3 separate regions of the Sus scrofa genome follow, and regions 2 and 3 are each linked to region 1. A link is a contact called in public HiChIP or PLAC-seq data. All regions are on one chromosome and are shown on one strand. Each heading gives the region's core, a stretch centred on a gene start, on an enhancer-like site or on the middle of the called end of the contact. The rest is flanking DNA. Distances are from core to core; before and after follow the strand shown.

Region 1 (5,109 bases), core at 1,848-4,347:
TCCAATCCTTTGTTCTTGTGTAGCTCTCTGCACAGACAAGGCACCAGTTTCTGTAAACATCCAGCAAAACAAATGTTATTCTCTGTTCAGCAACTTTTATCTAAAAAAGTAATACTCTTAAAGGTCATAGCCTAGGAATATGCATATTTCAGGCTGTAGGCAGCATTCCTTTGCACAAGGTGTCGAACCGGGGTGATTAAGCACAAGTGACAGAGGACCCAAGGCTAAAGTTAGGTTAGGATAAAAGGAATAGATCTCACATGAATCAGACTGGTTCTTCCCTGTGACAGTCCCCCCCTTTCTTTCTTTTTGGGCTGCGCCGGTGGCCTAGGGAGGTTCCTGGGCCAAGGACCAAACGGCAACAGCAGTGACCCGAGCCGCCGCATGAACAATGCCAGATCCTTAACCCCTGCCCCACGAGAGAACTCCCCATTCCGCTTCCACACTTGGCTTCCAGGACACAACTCAGCTGACCTGGGTTCATGCTCATCTTTTTGGTCCTCCTTCCCAGTCTAGTTTGCCCCTCTCCCTAGTTTCCTCTGATTTTTGGGGGGTTGTTTTTGGTTTTTGTCTTTGGAGGGCCACACCCATGGCGTATGGAAGGTCCCAGGCTAGGAGGTGAATCAGAGCGGGAGCTGCCGGCCTACACCACAGCCACAGCAATGCCAGATCCTTAACCCACCGAGCGAGGCCAGGGATCGAACCCATGTCCTCATGGATGCTCGTCGAGTTTGTTTTTGGTGAGCCATGATGGGAGCTCCAAATTCTGATTGTTGAAGGAAATGGCTTTCCTTCGATGCTCACTCCTCTGGTGTCTCATCCAGTCTCATGGCTTTAAACACTGTATGCTGACTCCCGCATCAGCATTTCCAGGCTTGATCTCTCCCTTGACCTTCAGACCTATATGCCTTTCTGTTCCCAACATCCTTACTCTCACGGAATTCGCAAACTCACCCACCCACTGAACCAGCACCTCCTCTGTCTTTCCAACTGATCTCCCTGCTCCCACCGCTGTCCCCGCTCAAGTTTTCTTCATAAAACTGCCAGAGTAACTCTGCTAAAATGTAAATCAGATTGTGTGGCTCCTCTGCTCAGAACCCTTCACAGGGCGTTCCCACTGTGGCTCAGCAGGTTAAGAACCCAGCTAGGGAGTTCCCGTCGTGGTGGCAGAGTGGAAACGAATCTGACTGGGAACCATGAGGTTGCAGGTTCGATCCCTGGCCTCGCTCAGTGGGTTAAGGATCTGGCGTTGCTGTGAGCTGTGGTGTAGGTCACAGATTCGGCTTGGATCTGGCATGGCTGTGGCTGTGGCACAGGCCGGCAGCTGTAGCTCTGATCTGACCCCTAGCCTGGAGACCTCCATATGCCACAGGTATGGCCCTTAAAAAAAAAAAAAAAAAAAAAAAGAAAGAAAGAAAGAACCTGATGAGTCGACTAGCATCCATGAGGACAAAGGGTTTGATCCCTGGCCTCGCACAGCGGGTTAAGGATCCGGCATTGCTGCAAGCTGCAGTGTAGGATCTGATGTGGCTGTGGCTGTGGTGTAGGCCAGCAGCCACAGCTCTGATTCAACCTGTACCCTGGGAACCTCCATATGCCTCAGGTGTGGCTCTAAAAAACAAACAAACAAACACCACCACCCTTCACAAGATCCTCGACATCGGGTAAAGGCCAAGGTCCTTATTTTGATCTGCAAACCTGTCTGGCTCCTGTCTCTGCCCCCTTCTTTTCCCACTCTCCCCGTAGAACGCTATGGTCTAGCCATTCTAGGCCTTTTGCACTTGCTGTTTTCTGAGGCTCTTCCCAGAGTATCAGAACAGTGCCCCTCTTTTTTTCTTCCAATCTTTTACTCAAAGTCACCTTCCCAGTAAGGTCTTCCTTGGCCCCCCCCAAAATAAAATAAAACATCTTTCCTGCCAATATTTTATTCCCACTTCCCTGATTCTTTTCCTCCTTAGTATTTACTGCCGTCTTAAAACTATATATTTTAATTTCCTGTCTTCTCTCTCTCTCATTGAAATGGAAGTACTGTGAGGAGTTTTTTGGTTTGTTTTGTTCACTATTGTGTACACTTTATTAGAGTAGCGGCAGGCATACAGTAAGGTATTCAGCAGGTATGGGTTGAATGAATGAAATGAATGAATGAAATTGTGGACACTTGCAACAGGCAAGTTTTACTCTTAATGAAAAAGCTGTAACAACCAGAGCTGCTCAGCAACAGTGACAGCTGACATGCACAGTACACTACCTCTTAACACGTGTTATCTCAAATCTTCACATTAGTCTGAAGGCTGGGCAGAGATGATGACGCTGGTTGAAGAGGAAACTGAGTCCTGATAAGGCGACAGAGCTTATGAAGGGTCACCCAGCAGGTTGGGGGAAGAGTGGAACTGTGGAACTGGAAAGACTCTGGGAGTTCCCGTCGTGGCGCAGCGGAAACGAATCCGACTAGGAACCATAAGGTTGCGGGTTTGATCCCTGACCTCGCTCAGTGGGTTAAGGATCTGGCGTTGCCATGAACTGTAGTGTAGGTCGCAGAAGCGGCTTGGATCTGGCGTTACTGTGGCTCTGGCGTAGGCCGGTGGCTACAGCTCCGATTAGACCCCTAGCCTGGGAAGCTCCATATGCCGTGGGTGTGGCCCTAAAAAGACAAAAGGCAAAAAAAAAAAAGAGACAGAGTCTTGGGGGTGATGGAATTTAACAAGGGTTAGATTTGAAGGACTTTGCTGCTTGAAGGCATCAGCAGGTCTGAAGGGCATGCTCACTGGGAAGCTGAGTCAGAAGTCTCTACAGAACAGAAGGTGGGAGTGATGTGCCAGGGCTGACCACTAAACATATTTGGCCCAGGCCTGGAGAGGGCAGCTGAATGTCTCAGTAGCAGAATGCTGACCCTAAGATTGAGTAATCACTCAGTCCCTTACAAAATCTCCAATGCAGAACTGGACAGGCAATCTTTTGTTTTTGCTTTTTAGGGCCACTGATGCAGAGCAAAGTTCCCAGGCTAGGGGTAAGATGGGAGCTACCAATGCCAGCCTACAGCACAGCCACAGCAATGCAGGATCCCAGCTCACCACAGCTCACAGTAACACCAGATCCTTCACCCACTGAGCGAGGGCAGGGATCCAACGCGAATCCTCATGGATACTAGCTGGGTTCACTTCCACTGAGCCATAATGGGAACTCCTTGGACAGGCAATCTTAAGGGAATGGTGAGTCCACTACAGGGCTGCAGACTACAGACTAACTGCAGAGGTCTTTGAGGGAAGAGACCATGTTCCTAGATTTATCTCCAGCTTCCAGGAGGGCCTGGAATATTGAATATAATAGGGACTCAAGTATTTCTGGTGAAGGCATACGTGTATGAATGTATGCGCCCAACAGGAAACTGAGGGCGAGAGCAGCTAGACAGGTGGGGGATAAAACCACTTAGCGACTCCGGGGTAGAAGCGGACTAAATTTCTTGGGACGCAGCCGGAAAATGTGCCATTCCTAACGCTGGAGGCCGCCAGCTGTTTTTCATGAAGTTTTGCATTGCAAATACCGCCTGAAGCCAGACGGGGCGGGGCCGAGACGAAGAAGCCGATTGGCTGAGGCTGAAGGCGGGGCCATGCAGCGGCTCGCCAAAGGTCGGCCCAACACGTGACTAACGTGTGAGCGTCACTTCCCGTCTGGTGGGCGGGAGAGAGAAAACAAAAGAAGACCAAAGACGCATGCGTGCGGTGTGTCCCGAGTTCTGGCGGGTTCTTCCGCTCTGGCAAAGAGAAGTGCTTCCGGGTTGCCGCCGGCTGCCGCCTCCCGGCGCGGTAAGTACAGAAGGAAGGCTGCGGCTGCTGTCTCCTTACCCCTTCTTTCCTCCCTCCTCCAGAGAAACTCTGTTCACCGCACCCACCTCCTCAGGAGCTCGCTGTTCACACTCCCGTTAACATTAAAGAGCTCCAGCTCATTGGCCGCTTTCTCGCGGTTAAGCCCCACCCCGTCACACCGATCCGCCACTCATTGGTGTCACTTCCTGTCACTCAACAGTTCTTCCAGGTCACGGGGTTTCTTCAATTTAGTGATTAACCCTATAGGTGCAAATACCTGGTCGAATCCCGCCCCTGTCTTCTCCCTGTTGGTCAACTCCGCGGTTATTATCATAACAAACAAAGAATGGCTGGTAGTTTGGCGGCGAGGGTTTGGGTTTAAGGAGCCGAGCTCTCTGGCCCTTTGGTACCTGAGGAACGGGAGCGTGGGTTCCGTGGGCCGTGTTAAAGGGGCCGGGCAGCCGAGGTCCACGGAGGGGCAGCGGCTGGCCCCGGATCAGTCAAATAACTTAGGGCAAAAGCAGAATTAGACGTAGGTCCTTTTCTCCTGGTCATGTCTAGTGTCCGGCCTGGATCTCCCCAAAAAGTTCTATGCCCCAAATCACTGGGACCTAAAGCTGGTTGTTGGCCTGTCACTGGGCCTAAGTTTTCCTGTGAGCTGAAAGGTTCTAATTCAGATTCTCTGGGACCTTCCTGGTCAGCCCTCCCAGCTGCTTAATCTGAGCTGAATTTACTTGTTCTCTCGCTCAGATGCTAGTTTATCCGTTTGATCTTCCACCTACTTATTTATCCATTACTCAGGCATTTAGAATGTCTTGCTGAGCTATACCACCATTCGGCTGTGGTTTAGGAGGTGGTTAGTGTCCTACATTTCTGACACTGGATGGGTATGGCGTGGAACATCAGAGAGGAGCAGAAAGTAGGTCTCTGTCTGGAGGAGGTAAAGATCAAGCAGAGCTCTGCCATCTTCGATTCTGTAGAATTTTGTGATGCCAGTCTGCATTCTGGATTCCTCCACATGTGGCTTCCATTCTCCTCCCTCCTTTGAACAGCCTATAAATACTGTAAGTACTTTCTAGTAAAGACTTAGTTATCAGAATAACTGTGAAGGTGGTATGATCATTATCGTCCCTGTCTTACAGAGGATGGTGTCTGAGGCTCAGAGAGGTTAAGTGACGTAGCCAAGGTCAAACAGCTAGTAGTGGAGCCAGCATTCAAACCGAGGTCTGTCTGATTCCCTCAAGGAGAGGCTTTTTTCTTGCTACCTTCCCAAAGGCACCCCATCCCCAAATCAAACTAACCAAAT
Region 2 (5,109 bases), core at 857-3,356, 100 kb before region 1:
CTCCTGACGCCAAATGGGCACAAGCTGTGTGGGCGTCTGTGTGTGACTATGTGTGTTGGTTTGTGGACTGTGGGTCTGTGTTTCCAACAGTAACAGCAGCCCATTAACTGAGCTGTCTCTGTGACAAGCCAAGTACTCAGCATCCTACAGATGGGATCTCATTTAATCCTTACGTGTTAAGGCAGAGGTTATTATTATTCCCATTCTCCAGAAGAAAAAACTGAGGCTCAGAGATGAAAAGATATTTGCTTAAGATCACAGAGCAAGTTAAAGGCAGAGCTGGGATTCAAGGTCGGGACAGAGGCCGGGGCCTGAATCCTGGCCTGCTGCTTGGCCTGTCGGTGCCTGCTGGGACAGGGCTGTTCCTGAAGGTTCTCTGTACATGTGGGTGTTACATACAGGTAAGCAAGTTTGGTTCTGATCACCCACCCCAGGCTCCTGCGATGCGAGGCGTAACCGGACTCAGCAAGGAAAGCCAAAGCCCAAAAGGACAGACCCCACCCCACCCATCCCCTCTCCGGGCAGCGGAGCCAAGATCTTCCCCTCCTGGGACAATAATGCTGCTCATCCCGACACAGGCCCAGCTGTCCCCTCCCACTCAACAGCTGACCCAGCACCTGCCTCCCCCCCCCAATTAGGGGGTGTGCCACGGGGCGGCTGGGATGCAGGACTCTGGATATTCATCTGCCTAATAAGCTGTCCCTGTTCGGTCTTCCCTGTTGGGCCTCAGACATGGGACATAAGCTGAGACTCAGGGGACTCCTTCTTCTTCAGGTCCACCGCCCAGGCCAGGGTTTCTCAACCTCAGCCCCACTGACACTTTGGAGCACGTGATCCTTTGTCGTGAGGGGCTGTCCTGTGTGTGATCGGAGGTTTAGCAGCGCTCCTGGCTTCTACCCAAGAGAAGCCAGCAGCACAGTCCCAGGTGTGACAACCCAAAGTGTCTCCAGACGTGACCAGATATCCTCTGAGGAGGAAACTCAACCCCAAGTGAGAACCGCTGGCCCAGGCCAGGGCACCCCCAAAGATGTGAGAACAGAGGGGGAAAGGCCACAGGAGTGGGGACTTGGGAAGGCTCACCGGCCTAAGAAGAACCATAACTGGATCTAAACAAAGCAGCCCCACAGCTTCCCACTCACCTGCTTCCACTCCGGAGCCTACCCGAGCCCTCCCAGTGCCACATCTCGAGGCCCAAGAGGGCAGCTCAGGCAGAACAGTCCAAAACTGAAAATGCACAAACTCACCCAGCACCGCTGCCGCACAAACACAAAACCAGGCCCACTCAGAGAGCGGGCCAAGCCTAGCCCCTCGCTGGGCACCCATAGCTCAGGGACAGGGCAGCGGATCCCAGAGCCAGCCCCGGGCACACTCACTCACTGATTCATAAAACAGTGACTCCGCAGACACAGCTCCCCCCCTTCTTGTCAACACCACCCTGCCCCCCAGCCCCAGATGAGACAGCCAAGCAAGCCCAGCCTCAGTCCTGCGGGCACAGAAAGGCCCCCTAAGGAAGCTGCTGGGCAACTCCACACCCCCGGGGTTCATGGGGCCCTGACTGCCACTCAGACGTCCAACCCCTATACAAAGTAAAGTGCACAGAACCGTGGAAAGCACATCGGCACCAGTGCCTGGAGGGCGGCTGAGGGGGTCGTCCAGAGACTCCCTGCATTTGCCCCAGAACGGCCACCCTGAGCAGCGGGACCCCCCATGCCGGCCCTCCGTGCCCCAGCAAGTGCGCTCAGACACACAGCAGGAAGGAAGCGATCCCTGCATCCTTCCTCGGGCCCAGCAGAAGGCCAGGCCCCCGCTCTGGAGGGTGCTGGCGGCCCACGGTCCCGGGCCCGCCCCACACCACCCCACGAAGCCCAGGCCGTGCCCGCGCCCGCCCGCCCGCCGGCGGCCCCACTCACAGGACGCAGAGCGCGAAGGCTCCTGCCACGCTCTCGCTGTCTCGGACCAGGAAGCTGCCATCGCGGCCTGCCCGGGCCAGCAGCTCCTCGGCGGCGGCCCGGCTCAGGTCGCGGTGGTACCAGGCGGGGGCCGGGCTGCCCAGCGCGGCCCCCGGGCCCGCTCCCCCGGGCCCGGCGCCCCGCACGCGGAGGCCATGGCCCGCGCAGGGCTCAGCGCCGCCCGCGCCCGCCGCCCCGCGCCATTCGCCCCAGGACGCTCGGGGCCGAGGCTGGGGCCGGGCCCGGGGCCCGGGCCTGAGGATCCGCTGGCGGGATCGAGCCGGGGATCGCGGCTCCGCGCTCCGCCGCGCTGGACGCCGGGTTTGCCGCGCAGCCGCCGCCGCCGCCGCCGCCAGCAGCGCCGGCCTCAACTTGAAGAGAAAGAAAAGTTTGTTCAGAGGCGGCGGGGGAGGGGCAGGCGTGCAGCGCGGGGCCCGGCGGCCCGCCCCCGCCCCCGCCGCTCGGCCCGCCCCTGCCCCCACCCCCCGAGGAGTCGCCCTCCGCACGCCCGCGGGACCCCCTAAGCCCCAGGGCAAGCCAGCCTCCCGCACCCCACAACGATCCTGCCCCGCCGTCATCACCCGGAGGAGATCCGGCCCCTCACACCGCCCCCACCCCATCGAAGCCCCAGTCCCCCATCCTGCGCCCTGACACTTCGGGATCCCGACCCCATCCTCCTCCCTTCAATAGTCGCAAAGATACGACCCCCAACTCTCATAAACGTCTGATTTCACCCAAAGCCTTTCCATTCGTCCCCTCCCCCCCAGACTCGTAGGGTCGAGTTACCAAAATCCGCAAAGTATCTCATGATGAACCTCCTCCCGTTCCTCTCCCCATCACCCCCAACTCCGGGGAAATCCGGCCCCCTTCTTAGACCTGAACCTCCAAACCACACTGGGTCCAAATCCCGCGAGGGGATCCCCCACGAACCCCCAGACGGGGTCCAGTGTCCGAATCCCCATGCACCCTCCCGGCAGCCCCTCTCAGTCCGGCCAGGGCCCTTCCCCCTCTCGGCCAAGTTCCCTGGCACCATCCCCCATCCCCGCAGGCCCCGGCCTTGAGGGGTTCAGCACTCCGAGACCAGGCTTCCCCTGGCCCATCTAGAAGAAAGTTCCCTCAACGCCCCGGGCTCCCGACCTCTCCCCAGAGCCGCGGCCGCCCAGCCCGGACCCCCACCTCCTGCGCTGTACCGCTGCCCCCTTCCCCAGGGAAGCGGCCCTGGACTCTCCGCGGCCACTTAAGATGGCCATCCTCCGCCGCCGCACCCCCCTCGCCTTCCGCCCCGCCCGCCGCTCCGCCCCCGCCGCTCTCCGCGGAGCTGGGGGCAGCACCCGCGCCCCGCCTTGCTGGGCCCCGCGCCTAGATCCCAGAGCCGCGGATCGGCCCATTGACCTCGGCTAAGTCTCGGCGCCTCCGGGAGCGTCGCCTTCCCGCTCCGTAAAATGGGGGTAACGTTATGAGGGCAGACTCCTTGGGACTGTGCTTGTAAAGCTCTCGGCACGCGGCCTGGCATCCAGCGGGCGCTCTCAAACGGCGGCTATTTTTATTATTAATTAAGGAGCAACGAAGGTGACAGCTGTGTAAACTGTAAAGCGCTGCAGCAGAACCGACGGGTATTATTAGCACTCGCCCCCGCCCCAGCTACTCGCTCCAAGTCAACAAACTTGAGCCTTTGTGGGCGGGACGCGGAGCCGGGAGCGCCCAGGACCGGTTTCGCTCCGACACCCCGGGGCCACTTCCCCTCCCACCCCGGGCCGCCCGGAAAGGGGGCGGGGCTCTTAGCGGGGCCTGGCCCGCCCCTTCCCCAAAAAAGACCTAGCCGGTGGCGGCGTCTCCTGGGAGTCCGCTTCCTGCCCCGCCTCCCCGCCCCCTGGCTCCTTAAAGGCGCAGGCCGCCAGCCTCGCTGCCACCGCTGCCAACGCCTAGGCCGCGGTCGGAGGATCCCCTTTAACCCGGGAGAGAACTTTCACTGCCGAGTTGAACCTGTGTCAAATATGCATTGGCTTCACGCAGCTGAAGCGAAGCCAGGGCTGTGGAGCGGGCGTGTCGGTGGGGCCTTCCAGACTAGATAGATGTATTGACAGAATGAAACAGTGTCTCAAAGCCCTCCCGGCACCCAGCATTCGTCCTCCAGGCTGTGCCCGACTCCCCCGTCGGTCGCCTCTTGGTGTAAGAGTAGCTCCCTGATGCGGCGAGAGAGACCGGGTCTGCAAGCCTTCACTCAGTTCTCATCCTAGCTTCATCACCACCTGCCCGGCGTTCTCACACAGGTACCTGCCCCTCGCTTCTGCGGTTGGGATGTGAAGACAGTGATCTCCCCAGGGGCAAAGGGGAAATGGGAGCCCAGAAATAAACTCAGGCCCAGCCGTGGGGGCTGTGCAAGGACAGAACAGTCCTCCGAGAGTTGCATAGCTACCAACCCTAGAGGGAACCAAGGTACCCGAGAACCTCGTGCCCCTGGGAAGCCCCTAAGAGTTTCTACCCCTCGTCCAGCTGCCTCCAGGACACAGCAGGGCAGGACCAGTGCAAGGCTCTCGAGTGTTGCCTCCCCGAGAACCTCATAGACTGCCCTCCCCAATTGGCTCTCTTCCTGCAAGCCCCCAAGCTGCTCCTTCCAGCCACATCATGTATTAATTTATTTTCACCTTCCCCTGGGAATCCTAAGCCTTCCCTGCGATCTCAGAGAGGCATCAGTGAGTGATGCTTTGGAGCGAGATCTTAATTTTCTGCTCAGGAATTGAACCTGGGCAGCCTGGTTGAAAACCAGGAATCCTAGCCGCTAGACCAACTAGAGGCTAGAAGCAGAATTGCCCTGATTCGTGCCCCTGTTGGAAGCAAGAATGTTTCAAAGAGGCAGAGACTGTGAAAACAGGTAGGAAGATTACTGTAGAGTCACAGTAGGTGTGGGAGCGCGCACAGAGAAGTGGTTTATCTCAGCAGGAAGGGAAGGGGTAACGCACACCCCAAGGAGGAGCACAGCTGTGGGCTCCCCCAGTGAGGCGCGCACCAGAGGGGATTTACATCACTTATATGGGACGATTCCTCTGGATCCTTGTTTTCCTTTGGCCAATGGCCTTGGGGTACTTCTCACACCTTTCTGGACACAGGACCCGCCCCCATATGCCTGCGCATCTTTTGGCAAAGATGGATTCCAGAGCAA
Region 3 (5,109 bases), core at 945-3,444, 78 kb after region 1:
AAAAAAAAAAAAAAGTACATCTAGGCAGCTAACATCAATGGCCAGCGAAAGCATTAGGCTGGCAATACCTGACCTACAGTTTAATTTCAGCATCTCTAAAGGAGATGCAGCCAGATGCAACATGCCTTGTAATGTGCAATACGGTGCAGCATGGTTTCTTTGGACTTAGGAATGGATCAAGGAGCTTTTGCTTTTGAGAAGATCCATTTCTTTGAGCTGATGACATGAACAGTAGGTATGTTCAGGGGTGAGGCCCTGTCCGTGTTTAGCTCCTGTGGTACAGCCCCGTGGGACATTTTCATCGGGAGGGCCGCAATTCAAGATACCCACCTTCCTAGTTCTCACAGGTGTCGCCTGAGCTGTAGACTGGAAGAGATGGGTGGGGGCGGGGGAGGGGGTGTTCTGAGGGCAGGGCCGGTGAAACCCTGGGTTAATGCTGAGGTCCACCTCAGATCCAGGACAGCGAGACCGCTTTCCTCTGGGAAAGCAGACCTTCTTGGCGGATGTGTAAGGGCCGATTCATTTCTGGTGTTCTTCCTGTGGCTAAGCAAAATCAGATCCCGGTTCTGCGGGGAAGGCAGTGGAGGGTGGCAGGGTGGGTGGTAGGTAGAAGCTGTGGGACTTGATCAAGAGCTGTACCTTTGCCACTTGGCCTTCTATCTGGGGACACTCAGCAGAGAGAAAACCCTCTGTTTTTCTGTGTGACTAGGCTGAAACAAACTAAAAGCCTGTCTCTTTTTTTTTTTTTTTTTTTTTTTTGCCACTCGTGAGTTCCCTGGCCAGGTATCAGATCCAAGCCACATTCGAGACTCAAACTGCAGCTATGGCAATGCTGGATCCTTAACCCACTGTGCTGGGCTGGGGATCAAACCTGCGTCCCAGCACTCCCAAGACACTGCCGATCCCATTGCACCACAGTGGGAACTCTCTGCCCAGTCTTTTTGATACCTGTGAGGTTTGCATAGCAAAGTTTAGTGGGGGTGTTTTTTCCAGAAAATGTGAGACCCTGACATTTGTCTTACTGATGTTGACCTCCTCTCTTCCCAGTAAACAGCATCCTTTGTTAGTCAGTCTGTGTGTAATTGGGACCTGCTATACTCCTAGCTTTCAGCTCATGCAAAGTGGTCTGTTAAAATGATGCACTTGTGGGAGTCCCATTGTGGCCTAGTAGAAACTAACCTGCCTAGTACCCGTGAGGCTGCAGGTTTGAGCCCTGACCCTACTCAGTGGGTTAAGGATCTGGTGTTGCCATGGCCATGAGCTGCAGTGTAGGTTGCAGACATGGTTCAGATCTGGCATTGCTGTGGCTGTGGTGTAGGCTGATGCTGCAGCTCCAGTTAGACCCCTAGCCTGGGAGCTTCCCTGTGCTGCGGGTGGCCCTAAAAAGAACCCCATGAGTGTCATGGTGTCATAGGAGTTCCTGAGAATGAAAGCACTCAGAGACTCAGCGCAGGCCTGAAGGATGGGCTGGGTTCCTCCGGGACCCCATTTTCTAAAACATCCACGCAGCTACACTTATCCCAAGGGCTTGGGTAGGGGGTTTAGTGGTCAGATAAGTTTAGGAAGTAATGCATGTTGTATCTTCTTCTTTGGAAAATGTTTGGTTTGGGTTAACCCAGTATTTCTCCAACATTTAACCCAAGAACGCTTTGTTTTTATTTGAGGTAAATAAATCACTGCTCTCTGCAAGGCACGGATCCACAGCGTTCCTGGTTAGGTTGGGTAGGGAAGATGGCTCTTTCAGGAGTCTGTGAGGAGACGAGTCTCCTTGTAGGAGACTTGGTAGGAGTCCCTAATCACAGACCAGCTGCCCAGAATGCTTCCTGGGCGGCGGGGGTGGGGGGCGTGGTGGGGGTGGTTCACCCGGAGCAAGCCTTTGTAATCACGTGGGATCGGAGGGAACGCCTCTGAAGGCCTTGGCTGGGGTGCCTCTTGTGCTTTGCAGGATGTCTGGCTCTGGAGGAGTCTAGAGTCTGCCCTGCCTTCCCCTCTAGGAAGGTGATTGAGGCCTGGAGTTTGGGCTTCTGAGGAACAGAGGGCCTTTTAATCAGGATCTTAAGCTGTAGCCTAGAGAGAGAAGTCAGCTTTCTAGCTTGGAGAGAAGGTCATCGCCCAGGAAAATGAAACTGCACTTGGCCTGAGCGGCGGGGGCGGGGCTGTGAGAGCTCCCCCTGCTGCTTCCCGCCCTCATTGCTCTCTGCACTTGGCGTCCTGCCACGTCAACTGGCGAGCCCTGCGAGGCCACAGATTAAGAGCGACTGCTGCGTGGCCTGGCCTCTCAGAGGCTTTTGCCACCTGGGCCTTCAGCCTTGCGTGTGTTGACCTTTGCCCTGTCCCTGGAGGGCCTCGCTCCTTCCTGCTCATTGTGCTTGGACCCCCTTTCCCTTCCCGGGGTCCTCTTCGCTCCGGCTCCAGCCACCTTCCCAGGCCTCCTGTCCTTTTATACTTGAGCCGTTCTGGCCTAGCGTCCCAGTCCTCTGTGCTGCTTCCATCCCCACTCAAGCCCCTTCCCACCGAGCTTTTTGATCTTTAGAGGGGCTGGGAGAGTGCCACCTTTTCCAGGAGGACCTCAGGCCTCAGGTCCCCGCTTCTCGCCCAGCACGGTTCCTTCTTGGCTGGACGGTATCTTGGTATCTTCTGCCTGCCTCCACCGTCTGGTCTGGTGCCCCCCGCAGACCCAGCACAGATCCAGCCTGCAGGGACGGGAGGGCAGCATGTCACGCACTAGCAAGGCGGGAGGGGTGCTGAGCGCTCTGTCTCACCTACTTGCTCTTTTCCAGCCGTGGCGCTGACAGAGGACAGCAAATCCTGCAGCAGCCGGTGCCAGAGAGACTGGAATTTGTGTGCAGTTTTCTGCAGAGTAAGCACCTTTCTTGTCCAGCTGGGATGGAACTGCCGCCTCAGCTCCTGGAAACCAGGAGTCCAGGAGAACCAGGGCCCAGTGTCTGGAGGAGCAAGGCTTGAGGCTGCCTGCTCTGTGCCACAGGGATGCGTTCAGCCTGGCAGCTTCCCATCTGGTGATGCCTGCACCAGGCGGGGAAGTGTCCCTGCAGGCTGGGGCCCATGTCCGGGGGTCCAGGTAGAGCCAGAGGGTCGGTCTTGGGGCCTCATCGCCTTGGGCCCCCCGAACTCCCCCAAAGGAGACAGAAGGATCCATGCTACCCTCTTCCCCTGCAGGGAGAGCATTTACCCCAGAGCGCGTTGAAAGGCTTGTCTGGGTGGTGGGAAAAGGGGAACAGGCAGGTGGAGGTTGGCGGTCTTGGCCCTTCTGCTCCACTGCTTGTGTGACCTTTTTGGACATGGGTTCCTTGCCTTTCAGTGAAGATGGTAATAGCTGCTCTTAGGTTAACGGGTAGAGCTTCTAGCCCCGAGCTCCCCTTGTCCAGCTGTGACAGTCCTCATCTTTGACACCGGAGCCATCTGCTGTCTCCACCTCGAGAGAAGTAGAAGAAAGGTGACAGTGGATTTCGATAAAGCAGGGTGTTGGTAATTGAGCCCAGCCCCCCCTGGCAGCAGTGTCCCCATCGCTAGTCTGATGCAGCTGCAGGCGGCTTCCTCTGTGATCTCTAGAGTGAGACTCTAGAGTGACCTGGAATCTCTGGACTCCTCCCCTCTGGTGCTGAGTGGGAGCTGGCGCGTGGGTAGGTGCGTGCAGTGTCAGGCCCCGAGCTGCTGTGAATGCCCAGCCAGCCTCCTCCTTCATCTGTCCCTGTAGTCCTTGGACTGACCCAGCATAGAACTCACTGCAGCTGGAAATGTGTATGTCGGGGGTGCTAGGACCTAGGAATAAGGAGCCCCGTGTCTCCCGGCCCCACCAGAGACAGCCCTTTGGCTGCTCCTCTGACTCTGAGGGGTTCTCATAGTCTCAGACATGGGCCCCAGGAAGTTCACCTTGTTTTCTGCACTGTGGTCACTACAGAAAACCGGAAGCATCCCTCTTCTCCAGAATGCCTGGTGTCAGTGCAGAAGGTGATGGAGGGGTCAGAGCTGGAACTGGCCAAGGTACGTGTGGACTACCAGACTGCCGGGGGTGGGAGGGTGGCACCAGAGGGGCCTGCAGGGCCTCCTCTTAACCCAGAAGAAGTGGGGGCTTTGTTTCTGGGCCTCGTGGAGGCTGGAGTCAAGTCCAGGCAGCCACCTCGCTGAGGCAGAAGCTGATGCAGCCAAGGCTCCTAGGAGCCCATCCTTGGGACAGAGAGACTTACTCAGCCACTATTATGGCACGTGGAGACCTGGCAGAGATCAGCCTCACCCACTGACAGCATATTTTTCTTTTTAGCCCAGTCCGTTTCATTCCCCTTTCTGCTTCTGTGTGCTGGTCTGTAATGACGCCTTAAGCTTCATACCCAGGGGTCTGGGAGTCCAGGAATTGAGTTGTGCAAGAAGTCTGGCACCCAGCTTTTTGCTCAGTGAGCATTGATCAAGGGTTTCCTGGTGCAGTTCAGGGCAGTGGCCTGGGATGCTGAATTCTGGGAGCTTCGGAAAGGTCCCTAGAACAGAGAGGCAGCTCTGCTCAGTGACTGTGTCCTGTTTGGCTTCTAGGTGATCATGCTGCTCTTATACCATTCCTCCATAAGCTCCCAAAGCCCGAGGGACTGGGACCAGTTTGAACACAAGATCCAGGTACGCCCTCCGGCCTCCACCCCTGCAGCAGGCCTAGCCTGTGCTTCACCTCACCCCATTGGTTTTTCTTAAAACAGCATATGTTGTTCTTTTAAAAAATTAGGCTGTAGTAGTTACAGCCATTCATTATAGAGAGTCTGGAAAATGTTGAAAAGCACCAAGAAGGCAGTGACGGTTGTCAGTAACCTCTTCTCAGCGCTCTTTTCCCTGCACCCGCACCTGAAGTGGGTTCGGATGGTAGATGGGGGTTGTTCGGTCTTCATGGATGTGTTCCTGTGGTTTGCACCAGCGGCCGCTCCGTTCATTCCCGGTTCCTCTAGTGGGAAAGATGAGTGAGACCGTGTCTCCCTGACAGTGTGCTCAGGGCAGGGGCCTCTCCTCTGCCCGGTCCCTCCGTGAAGAGGAGTGGGTGCCTCTGTGTCATTGCAGAGGGACTTGACCTGGTTACCAGGAACTACCTGCCATGTGGGTCCTGATGTTGCCCTT

What was found. HiChIP or PLAC-seq counts read pairs in DNA pulled down with a chosen protein or histone mark.
Region 2: a contact with region 1 is called in an H3K27ac HiChIP or PLAC-seq map of alveolar macrophages. The contact joins the promoter of INPPL1 here to the promoter of ANAPC15 in region 1. A contact is called at or near these places in 1 of 5 promoter capture datasets (liver), 7 of 47 Hi-C or Micro-C datasets (embryonic fibroblasts, epiblast stem cells, heart right ventricle and 3 more) and 2 of 2 datasets of contacts at active chromatin or transcription factors (alveolar macrophages and skeletal muscle).
Region 3: an H3K27ac HiChIP or PLAC-seq map of alveolar macrophages shows a contact between it and region 1. The contact joins the enhancer-like site here to the promoter of ANAPC15 in region 1. A contact is called at or near these places in 1 of 5 promoter capture datasets (fetal skeletal muscle), 12 of 47 Hi-C or Micro-C datasets (alveolar macrophages, embryonic fibroblasts, epiblast stem cells and 7 more) and 2 of 2 datasets of contacts at active chromatin or transcription factors (alveolar macrophages and skeletal muscle).

Annotation. Positions count from the first base shown.
Region 1 is chr9:6,687,901-6,693,009 of Sscrofa11.1, reverse strand. It overlaps ANAPC15 (anaphase-promoting complex subunit 15), which reads left to right and starts at 3,097. Exons shown (of 5, transcript XM_013999278.2): 1 at 3,097-3,803; 2 at 4,784-4,867. The coding sequence starts at 3,711.
Region 2 is chr9:6,790,968-6,796,076 of Sscrofa11.1, reverse strand. It overlaps INPPL1 (inositol polyphosphate phosphatase like 1), which reads right to left and starts at 2,106. Exons shown (of 32, transcript NM_001190279.1): 1 at 2,075-2,106; 2 at 1,911-2,072. The coding sequence starts at 2,106.
Region 3 is chr9:6,608,931-6,614,039 of Sscrofa11.1, reverse strand. NUMA1 (nuclear mitotic apparatus protein 1) reads left to right here. Exons shown (of 26, transcript XM_005653665.3): 4 at 2,781-2,860; 5 at 3,920-4,002; 6 at 4,543-4,623. Among named protein-coding and RNA genes, the nearest start is that of IL18BP, 25 kb to the right of the region's middle. Within about 2 kb of position 2,194, at least 30 of the 83 cell types and tissues checked have an H3K27ac peak or open chromatin away from gene starts, as enhancers often do. A contact at or near this core is called in alveolar macrophages, fetal skeletal muscle, liver and 2 more, where this site is marked.